Linked DNA regions of Anas platyrhynchos: region 1 is linked to region 2. A link is a contact called in public Hi-C data. All regions are on one chromosome and are shown on one strand. Each heading gives the region's core, a stretch centred on a gene start, on an enhancer-like site or on the middle of the called end of the contact. The rest is flanking DNA. Distances are from core to core; before and after follow the strand shown.

Region 1 (4,848 bases), core at 1,626-4,125, 34 kb before region 2:
TATACACCGGTTAACGTTATTTCTCACAATTTAATTCAGGCAGAAGCACATCTTGCAGGCTGCAAGGAATTAAAGGACTGCTTGTCTAGCAACAACAGGCTAAATTCTGGATGGGGGGATTATAATAGACATTTGAAAAAATTAGGAAAATGTACTTCTGTTTCTGGGTATTCGCAATTAATATGCCAACTGCTGCAGAGAGAACAAGGGAGCTGTCGTACGCTGCCCCAGCAATGTAACCAGCATCCTGCTGATTGCAACCAGAATATTTATCTTGGATAAACTTGCTAAAAAATAAAATGACTGGAAGAAAAAAGTTAAATAACTAGGATTCTTGATCTGGTTATTTTGATGGAAACTAAGTCTGAACACAAATACATGGACAGAAAGGGTTTTAATTAGGGGACTTGTAAGCAACTTTGATACAATCTGGGTAGTAGTTCCAAGCGTGAATTTGTTTCTATTGCCTTTTTAATTGGTGCACAGCACAGGGAAGTTGGTAGCTTAAAGCACTACTTTCAAGACTTTTCTGCAAGCAAAGAGTAAAACTGCAGGTGAAGGTTTTGCTTATGTTCAATTATGTCAACACAGCTCACAGGAAAACAGGACAAAATTTTGCAGTCACCTGTCCAAAACATGGCTTTTTTTTTTTTTTTAGCATTTCTCTTTGAAGAGACAGTAACGATTCTCAATCCACAAGTGAAAATGCTGAGGGGCAGGAAAATATTTTAAAATAATCTGTCAGCAAAGACCAGCATTTAAATTGAACATTTATGTTTTTGAAGAACCAAGACTTCCCCCATGGCCTCTTAGCATCTTTAAGATGATCTCTAGTTAAAGCAGAAATTATATAAACCAGGTTTTGTTTCATTTTTAGGAAGTCAGCCTTTCTCCTTCTCTAGGGACACATTAAGATGGCATAAAATCTTACTCAAATTCTTTACAGAATTTACAGTCACAACAGCTTTGAGAGCCTAGTTTATGTAGAGATCCTGTACCTCCTTAAACCTAGTCTGGCTTTGCGTTGTTACTTACTGTTAGTAATAATTAGCCTTTATAGCTTGTGCTGTCATCAAAGTATGAAACAACGCCATCCCCTGAAGTTTTACTGCAACAGAATTCACCAAGGAGTGGCCTTGAAACCATTATTTTCCAACAGAGAAGCAGCAGAGCGTATTTTGCCAGAAGAGGTGCTTGAAACATGACAGTGCCTTGACTTTTGCTGCACAACAGAATGCAAGGAGGCAGAATTGCAAAAATGGGGATTGTGTTTTCAGATGTAACTGTTTTCAGTTAAAATGAGAAGGCAACTCACAGAAAGTCCATCTCATCAAGGCCTTGATTATTCTTGCCCTCTTGAATTTCTTTGTTTTACTATTAATAACTTGATTTTACATTTGCTACAACAGCTGATAACATTTCTTCATTCCTCACCCATTCAGGGTGGCTTACGATACCTCACTAATGAAATACTACCAAAATAATTTTCATGTTTTTTACTACAGGCCTTTGTTAGTATAAAAGTTCACAATTATTATGTGATAGAAGCCGCATCATCCACATTTCAGAAGTAGGAATAAAGTTGCAAAATGACAGTCTGAAGCAGAACCCCAGGACAGAAATAGGAGGCCTCATTTAGTTGAATGGTTCGCTGTTTGTCTTAAGCAACTGAAGGTATGAAAAAGGAAGTCTGCAAGACTTGCATTCGGATGCAAAGGTTTCCTCGCTTCCAGACCTGGGCTGCTGAAAACTTCGCTTTGTTCCAAGCACTGCAGACAACGCGCTGGAAGTGCAGGACAGAACTGCCCGAGGCCTGTGAAGCCAAAGCCTCACCCATCTCTAAACGCAGTTTGCTACACTAGCACAAAGGTGAGATGTCTCTGAAGTGTTTTTTAATTAAAGTGTTTCTTCCCCTTCTCCCGAATCCTTCTGTTCCTCCTTTAGCAGTGTTCCAAGCTTTATATATTGAATGAATCATTTCCCTTTAAGTTATTTATACCTTGCTTCAGAAACCTCCCTCATCTCAGATTGTCTTTGAAGGGGAAAAAAGGTCAAAGAACCCTCATATTCTTTAACTAAGTGTTAAAAATATGTTAATCTGCATTTCAGGAGTGGAAGGAAAAACCATATTATCCCCATATTTCCCAGTCAACTAAAAATCAAGGGTCTGCAGGGCTCAGATAGGCTTGTGTCAGTCAGTGGGGATGTGGCCATAGAACAATTCCTGGCATCTGCCACAAAGGGGAAGATTCCTTTGTAGCAGAATGTGATGGTGAGAACCAGGAGCCAGTAGCGAAGGGGAAGTTGCCTGATGTCCTGAATCCTCTGCGAAGAAAAGATGTGCCCTCACTCAGCAGGAAATAGTCTTCTACTTCACACTAACGCCACTTTCTGTAAGCCATCTAAGGCATTCTGCTGCTCGTAACATAATCTTTCTTTAGAAGGAGAACCTGAAGACATGCTGGGCAACAGAAAAAATTTCCCAAAGTCAGAGAGTCGATGGATATGTCTGCCTACCAAGCTGCTCACTAATGACTTCTGCACTGGTACAGAGTCCCTCCCTTCCCAGTAAAGATGACTGAATTTCACCTACATGCAAATCATGGGCAGAGGAGCCTGGGAATGTTTTAGTTTAAGAAAAGGAAGAATGACCATAAGAAGATAAGTCTGTTAGAGGCCAGCTCATGCCATCTCTCGCTATTTACCACGTAAAGAGGTAAGTGATAGCTCTTTGGTAGGGTTTTGGCACACCTTCCCAGAGTATAAAATGGGAGAGGTGGTTACGACCCGGGGCCAACTTACTGGAAAGCCGACTTACTCCTTGTCCGTGGTATAGTGTCCCAAGTTTGGCTGTGAGGGTCGGTTTGGGACTCATCTCGCATCATGCTATTAAAAATGCTCAGGATACGATAACTAAATCTGGGGGCTAAATCCTCCACGTGAGGGAAAGGTGGAAAGATGTTAGGCTAAGTTCTTGTTGAGAAGGTTACGTTAGTGCTATTCTTGCTCTGCTGTGTTATTGATGATCAAATGACAATTTGGGCCTTTGTTTTCATCATTTCAAATATGTAAAGCGTTTGCAAGTTTATTTTTATCTGTAATTAGCATTACCTGCATTCTAAATCCTATCCATGGAAGGAGATTTATGTATCTTTAAGAACATTTTGTTTCCCTGATCCTGCTGCTATGATTTATCTGAGAATAGGAAAGATGTCCTCAATTCCTACGCTCTGCAAACTGAATAGAAGCAATCTAAAGCATGATTCAAAGTTACAGATGATTAAGATAGTGAGAGCATATAATAACTTGTCAGATACTGGCTATGAAAAAATGGATCTTATAAAATAGAATGACTCTATCCAGTTGTAGAGTAAACAGCTTTAAGTGAAAGCTGGATTGCATACTTTGAGTTTGGCACATTGCTGTTGCAATGCTCAATTTCCAGTTGGCATTGTGACTGGACATGAGACCATAAAGTGGAACAGAGCACTCTGAACACATCTGAATACTCATATCTCAAAGGAGTTAAGAGTATTTATCCTCCTATTATTCTCTGCTACAATCTAATCTAATCATTGAAAGCCTGCTTCTTATTTCCAGGCAGAATTCATTCATGTCCAGCCTACACTATTTGTGCTTGTGCCAACCATATCTTGTAGATGAAGTAGTGCCAAAAATTGGTCCAGAAGCAGGAACTGGGAATCAGGATTGCCTTTGTGGTGTGTGAGCTGTTCCAGACTAACTTATGCTGTTCTAATAGTGGTGGACAGCATGTTGAGCACCAGCACGCACCTAACCACTGAAGACCTGTTCAAGCCACCTCATCCTTGCTGCTGCGCAGGGACGTATTTCACCCACCGTTACTAATGAATCACATTAGCTGATACATTCCCCCCTACACACTCATTTCCTTGTCTCAAATTGTGTAAGTAATTGCATTAAATGAATGAAAAGTGGTATAATGATGCTATGCTATCAAGAAATCCTGTTTTTTTCCCTGTCAGGATTGCTGAGGGGAGTGCTCAGTCCCTGCAGGAGCCCAGAGCCATGTCTCAGTAAGCAGGGGACCAGGCAGCAGGGAAGGAGAGATGCAGGAGAACCCCGTGGCTCTGGACCACCACCTGCCCTCCTTCTAGCTGTGAGCTGTGCCTTGCTGGGCCACGCTGACAACAGTGGCCTTGGGCAGGGTTCCCAGTCCTGCCCGTGTCCTGGGAAAGGAGCCAACGCTGCCCTGCTGCCCACCCCACGCCAGCAACGGAGAGAACAAGGTAGGCATGTGAGCTGAAGATGATTAACTGGTCATGATTTAATTGTTCTGGGGGAAAGGAAAGGGAGAGGGAGGCAGGTCAGAGTTCAGGGGGATGCTGGAACCTCTCTGTTCGCAGCAGCTGGTGGAAAAAGCAGCAGGCAAAATTGCATTTCCTAACCGTGACGCATGTACACACACTCACGTGGAGTCCCCCAAACCCAGAATCCAATATAAAAAAACAGCCTCATGACTGTGGACGTACATTGTTGCATTATCTCCCACATATTGTGCACATATGCTTGGGAAGAGTAGAGAGGGAGGGGAAAGGAAGAGGGACAACTCAGAACTTTTGAGGAAAGCATGGGTTTAATCCCAGCCCATGTGCCTGGAGGAATTGCTCTGAACAGTGCTCACTTACGTAATGCTTTCCCTTCAACCTCCTCCACCTATAAAAAAAAGTCAGTCTGGCTACACAAAGCAAAACAGAAAAGATTTCCAGGAATACAATTAATATTTGAAGCAAGAGAAGTCATCAGTCCTATCCCTGTTTATCTTCCAGAGGGGTAAGAACACAGAGAGGTAAGATACTTTGAAAGAAG
Region 2 (4,854 bases), core at 2,161-4,660:
GGGAAAACATTTCACATTTTGAGCTTAATTTATCAAAGTGTCTTAAAGTTCCTGGATACATCAGTAGGCATTAGTTCGAATAGGAATATGCGTACAAGTCTCCTAATGCATTTGTCTTTAGATCAACATTAAATAGAGTAAAAATAATTACATGGATATAAAATATGTATTTGTAGAAAAGATATAAAATATTTCATCAACATATAACATCAAGAAGTCCATGTTTAATTTCTTCTAACTTGTCTGGGTAACTTACATTGTGGATAGAGCAGCTGCTGCAGGCAGAATCTGTTCCAAGATCTCTGTGTACGTTCTCCAATCTCCCCCAGTTCGTTTACCTCCCAGCACTTAAGGCAATTGCTTCCTGATGGAGGATCTTCCTGCAGCTCTGCCATCCAGTGTGGAGCTCTGCCATCTCATCAGCTTTCAAGTGCCATTACAGTGTTCTTTCTTGACACCACCAAAAACACTGCGTGATCTGGATGCTGTTTGTTCCTGCTCCTAAGCATCACTTAGCGATACTGCTGCTGGAGCCAGCCTGCATGTACCCAGTACCACTGTTCCAGAAGCAGCATTTGGTGGGCACTGTGCTCTTACACTGTTCACAAACAGGTGTAATCAGGCTGCAAATCGAGACTTTTGTCCTCTCGCTTTTCACATGCACTGGGGACAATGAGTTAATCGTGCATTTGGTAGGCACCAAGAGTAACAAGTAGCCAGAAGGCTGCAGGAATAAAAATGAATATCTGTTCTATGGGAGACAAGCTTAAAGGCTAAAAACAGTACGAAATTCAAGCTGCTTGTGTGGCCACAGCCTTCTCACATAGCTGTGCAAAGGACAGTCCTGGTCTTGATCAGGTCAAGCAAAAAAAGAGACAAACTAGGGGATGAGAAAAAGGAGTGTTGGGATGGAATGAGGGTTTTATCACAAGCTTCAGTCTCTTGTAGTGTCAGTTTGAATAAGGTAAAAAAACAAGAAAGGATCTGATGCTGTCAGAATAATGCTTGATCCTGTAAGAAGTGCTTTCTAGTGGAGAAAAGTGTATTTTTCAGGGGAATCCTTAGGGCTGTGCATTTTTCAGGGCTAATGTGACCTCACAGGTGAAAGGAACAGGAGTAATTAACCTCTTGATTCAAGCTTAAGAATCTTGGGTCAGAAACTTGCCTTTTTTTTTTTTTTTTTTTTAATGAGTTAATGCGCTTTTTATTTTCTGTGCAGACGAGGGACAGTAGATGATACTCCAGCCAGTGGTCTGTGGTCTAACAACTGCCACGGGATGCGGTGGCTCTCAGTGACAGCTGAGAGCACGTCCTGTAGTCTGGCTTGGTCCCGTTGCTTCTCCTCTCCCTGACTGCAGCCTGTTGTACGTCAGGCGTACCACTGCTGTGTGCCTACCAATTTGCTTCTTATTTTCATGGAAAAAACAGCACCACTTTGGTTACCAGTGCACCTGCAACCCCTTTCTTACCAGAGCCCATCCTGGTATATATTCATATTTCAATTTTAAGCCAAACACATCCCAACGAAAGCCACATCACTTTTAGCTCTTGAGCTGTACTCCTTCCTCACTTAGATATCACTTGAATAAGTGATATCTAATTGCTTTTTGTTTATTTTTTTTCAGGAGCTTAAAACACTGTCCTTATGTATGGGTATGTCTCTGGCACTTCAACAGACAGTGTGACTCCACTTTCCTTCTCGCTTAGCCCCACCTACTAATACCTTTTGCAGTTTTCAAATGTTTATATTGCTAACTGCATCTCATCCTGTTTTACAGGAGCTTTTAGAGAACATGTAAGGTTCCTGTTTGTGAAAAAGACTTTTCAGCCAAACTTCAGATCTTTTCCTGGGCAGGGCATCCGTTTTGTTTGGTTCCTGCAAAGCAGTGACTTCCGAGCTCGCTGCTTGCTCTGCGTGTTCATCTTCTGTGCAGGAATCAAAAGTGAGGCTTGGGGTTGTGGGGCGGGCAGCCATAAGGTCAGGACGAGACGCTGCTTTAGCTCCAGCTTCAAGTAACAGCTCTGCCTCTGCTCCCTGAAATCCTGTCTGCAGATGGTCCCGCTGCTCGAGGCCAGATGAAGAAACACGTTTCGTTACAATTTGTTCCAGTGGCTCAGCTGCACTTGAGTCAATGCAGACTTTCTGCACCGGCTCGTATTGTCTACACTCATTACATCTGAGCTGGGAGATGGTTCTGTTCACTGTTCTTTGCTAGTCCGGTGTTTTTTTGCGTAGATAATGCTTTTGTGTGGTAGTGTCTTCCACCAAAAAATGTTACCTTGCTCAGCTGGGACTGCTGCCCTGCATGGGGTTGTGTTGTGTGTTAGTGCTCGTGGCAGTGTGTTTTTAGCTCAGATAACAGCAGTCCTTTGGTTTGGGGGACTGAGGGTTCATTCATCTGTATGCATGAGCACTGCAGCAGCATGATGCACATGTAGCTGATGCTCATGAGTTACTGCACTCAGAACAATCAAGTGTTCAGTTGCACTTTATTTTTCTCTAGTGTTTGTGGTGGTGGTGTCCTGGTCCCTGCCTTTGATGCCAAATTTGTCTGTCACAGGGGTGCAGGATGGCTGGGCAGTTCTGCCTGCACTGGGTTGGCTCCTTGTCCCCAGGGTATTCCCATGCTACTTGCAGGGCTTCAGGCTGCTGCCATCAATGCTAGGCTCTCAGGTACCAATTAATACAACCTGTCAGGAACGTGCTCTCCCTCACCGAACTCTTAGTTTGTGTTTTAGCTGTGCTAACGCGGAGCAGCAGCAGGACGCTCAGCCTCTGACACAGGACAGTCCTTGACTTCATTTGTGGCAGAAACTCTCTCAAAGGTCCTGCCAGGACTTCAAGGCCAGCTGAGACACTGGGGCACGTTTCTGTCTTGCTCTGGAGTGCAGCCCATGGCTTTATTGCTTTTTTGCTGCTTTGCAGTGATCAGTACTTGAGAAAGCATAAAAGAACAGCATGGCAATGGGGCATTGCCTTACCAGGATCGAACCTACTGGTTCATTCAAGAGATCCAGGTGGGAGATATTGTCATTTCTCTACATGGAATTCCAGTTTTAGTCAGGGCTTGACCCTCTCCTGCATCTCTTCTTGAGGTTTCATGTCTACTTCTCCAGCTGTTAGACAGTACAAGTAACCTCTTCCCATCCTTGCATGAAATTCTTTCATTCAAAGTCAGGGCTAAGCATGGTGGCCAGAATCCTTTGGCAGTAAGAAAGGTTAATGAATCTCTGCTCCTAAAAGAGTAGTCAGTACTGGGTGTGCGAGTCCTTCACAGCTAAAAGAAATATCAGACCTGTTAGAAATGGGGTGAGGGTTATAGATAAAGGCAATAACTGATGGAGTCGGACACAGCAAGAATCTAGAGGTGGGAGCTCGACCATGGTGTGTGCAGTGTGACGCAGGGCTGGCCTGAAGGCTGGCCAGGGGACTTTGGAAGTAAATAAAGGTCAGCCAGATCAGCCTTTGTGGTAAGGAAAGGGCTGTCGGGACTGATGAAGGAGGATTTATCTTGGCTTTTGGGTAAATATTTTTTCTGCCTGCAATTTACTGCCATTTTCCCAGGCACCACTCTGAAGAGTTCAGCTTAGGACGTGCCCTCCTGGGTCTGATTCCTGCAATCTGGAGGTTAGTCCAGGGAGATAGGACCTGAGGAACATGTGTCAAAGCACAGGCCTTGGGAATGCCTTTACATGTAACTTCTGCCCCTGCAGTGACAGAAGCATTTGCAGGGTAAAATTCCTGGGTGCTGTGAACATGCCCCCAGTGAAGGCAAATAACAAACACAACTGTCCAGTCCTGACCTAGAAGACCTCTTTTTTCTTCTCCCTTTCTCTGGACTACCCCCCACCCCGCTCAAAAAAGTACACAAGCAAGTCATGTGCACGAGGCATCCAGATTTTATATTTAGCATGTGATCTATTCACCTGGCCTGTTCTAGCTGCAGATGGTGTGCGGTGCTGCTGTGAGATGCTGAAAAGCCTCTAAACAAAAAGAAATCAAGAGCCTGTGTTGTCAGAGAAGGGAATCCTGAGCACAGGCTTGTGTAGGTATATTTAAAGAAGGGTGAGGTAGCATCCTGTCAAAGAATTGTGAAAATGTGGTTTTGGAAGGCATCTCTCCATGTCTGCAGTGGCACATGCTGGGATTTTTATTAAAAAGCTCTGATCTTGAACAGGGAAGTGAGGAGGCTGTTACCCTTTGCGGTGCTATCTCCTCAGTACGTGACTCTAGGTAGAAGGTGCCAGCCTTTCTGTCACTTCCCACTGTTTCCAGATAAGATTCAAACACAGTGACAAATGTGGAGTGCGAGGTGTCCAGTACCCCACCTCTTCCAGTACCCCAGCTCCTCCAGTACCCCAGCTCCTCACACTGGGAGAGGATTGGTAGAAATGGGTGACTGGCTGCTGGAGGAGAGCTTTTTTGGTGGAACACATCAGGGCCACAGAACTAATTTAATTATTCATTTATTTCCCAGCAAGTGATTTTAAATCATTTGACGCTGTTGTACTTGGGCTTGCTTTATTTTTTTTTTTTAAACGCCCCAGGCAAACTGCATGTGATGGGGGAGTAACCTGAAGATAAAATCAGTGACTACAATTGAACAATCTTTCTTTAAAAAGGAGGAGGGGGGAAAAAACAAAACAAAGCGTCATAACCTTAAGAAAGGGTGGGGAACCAACTTCCTATAGGTTTAAAAAAAAAAAACAAAAAACAAACAAAAAAAACCAACAAAACACACACACACAAAAACAAACCACACAAAAAAAAAAAAAAAAAAAAAAAACACAGATCCCAAAACAAAACACTGAACAGTGTCAGCCCTGCCCCCTAGTGCTGCCAATGAGTAAGAG

The links. Hi-C and Micro-C count contacts between places; a contact is called where the count stands out from the background.
Region 1: a Hi-C map of subcutaneous adipose tissue shows a contact between it and region 2, with 3 times the contacts expected there. The contact joins the promoter of LOC139998767 here to the enhancer-like site in region 2. A contact is called at or near these places in 5 of 8 Hi-C or Micro-C datasets (F1 follicle, liver, skeletal muscle and 1 more).

The regions. Positions count from the first base shown.
Region 1 is chr15:6,763,269-6,768,116 of IASCAAS_PekinDuck_T2T, reverse strand. LOC139998767 (lysosomal dipeptide transporter MFSD1-like) reads right to left here and starts at 2,875. Exons shown (of 8, transcript XM_072024000.1): 1 at 2,819-2,875; 2 at 2,220-2,325; 3 at 176-303. The coding sequence starts at 2,875.
Region 2 is chr15:6,729,422-6,734,275 of IASCAAS_PekinDuck_T2T, reverse strand. The region is part of intron 3 of CARHSP1 (calcium regulated heat stable protein 1); the gene reads left to right. Among named protein-coding and RNA genes, the nearest start is that of TMEM186, 14 kb to the right of the region's middle. Within about 2 kb of position 3,410, at least 3 of the 8 cell types and tissues checked have an H3K27ac peak or open chromatin away from gene starts, as enhancers often do. A contact at or near this core is called in subcutaneous adipose tissue, where this site is marked.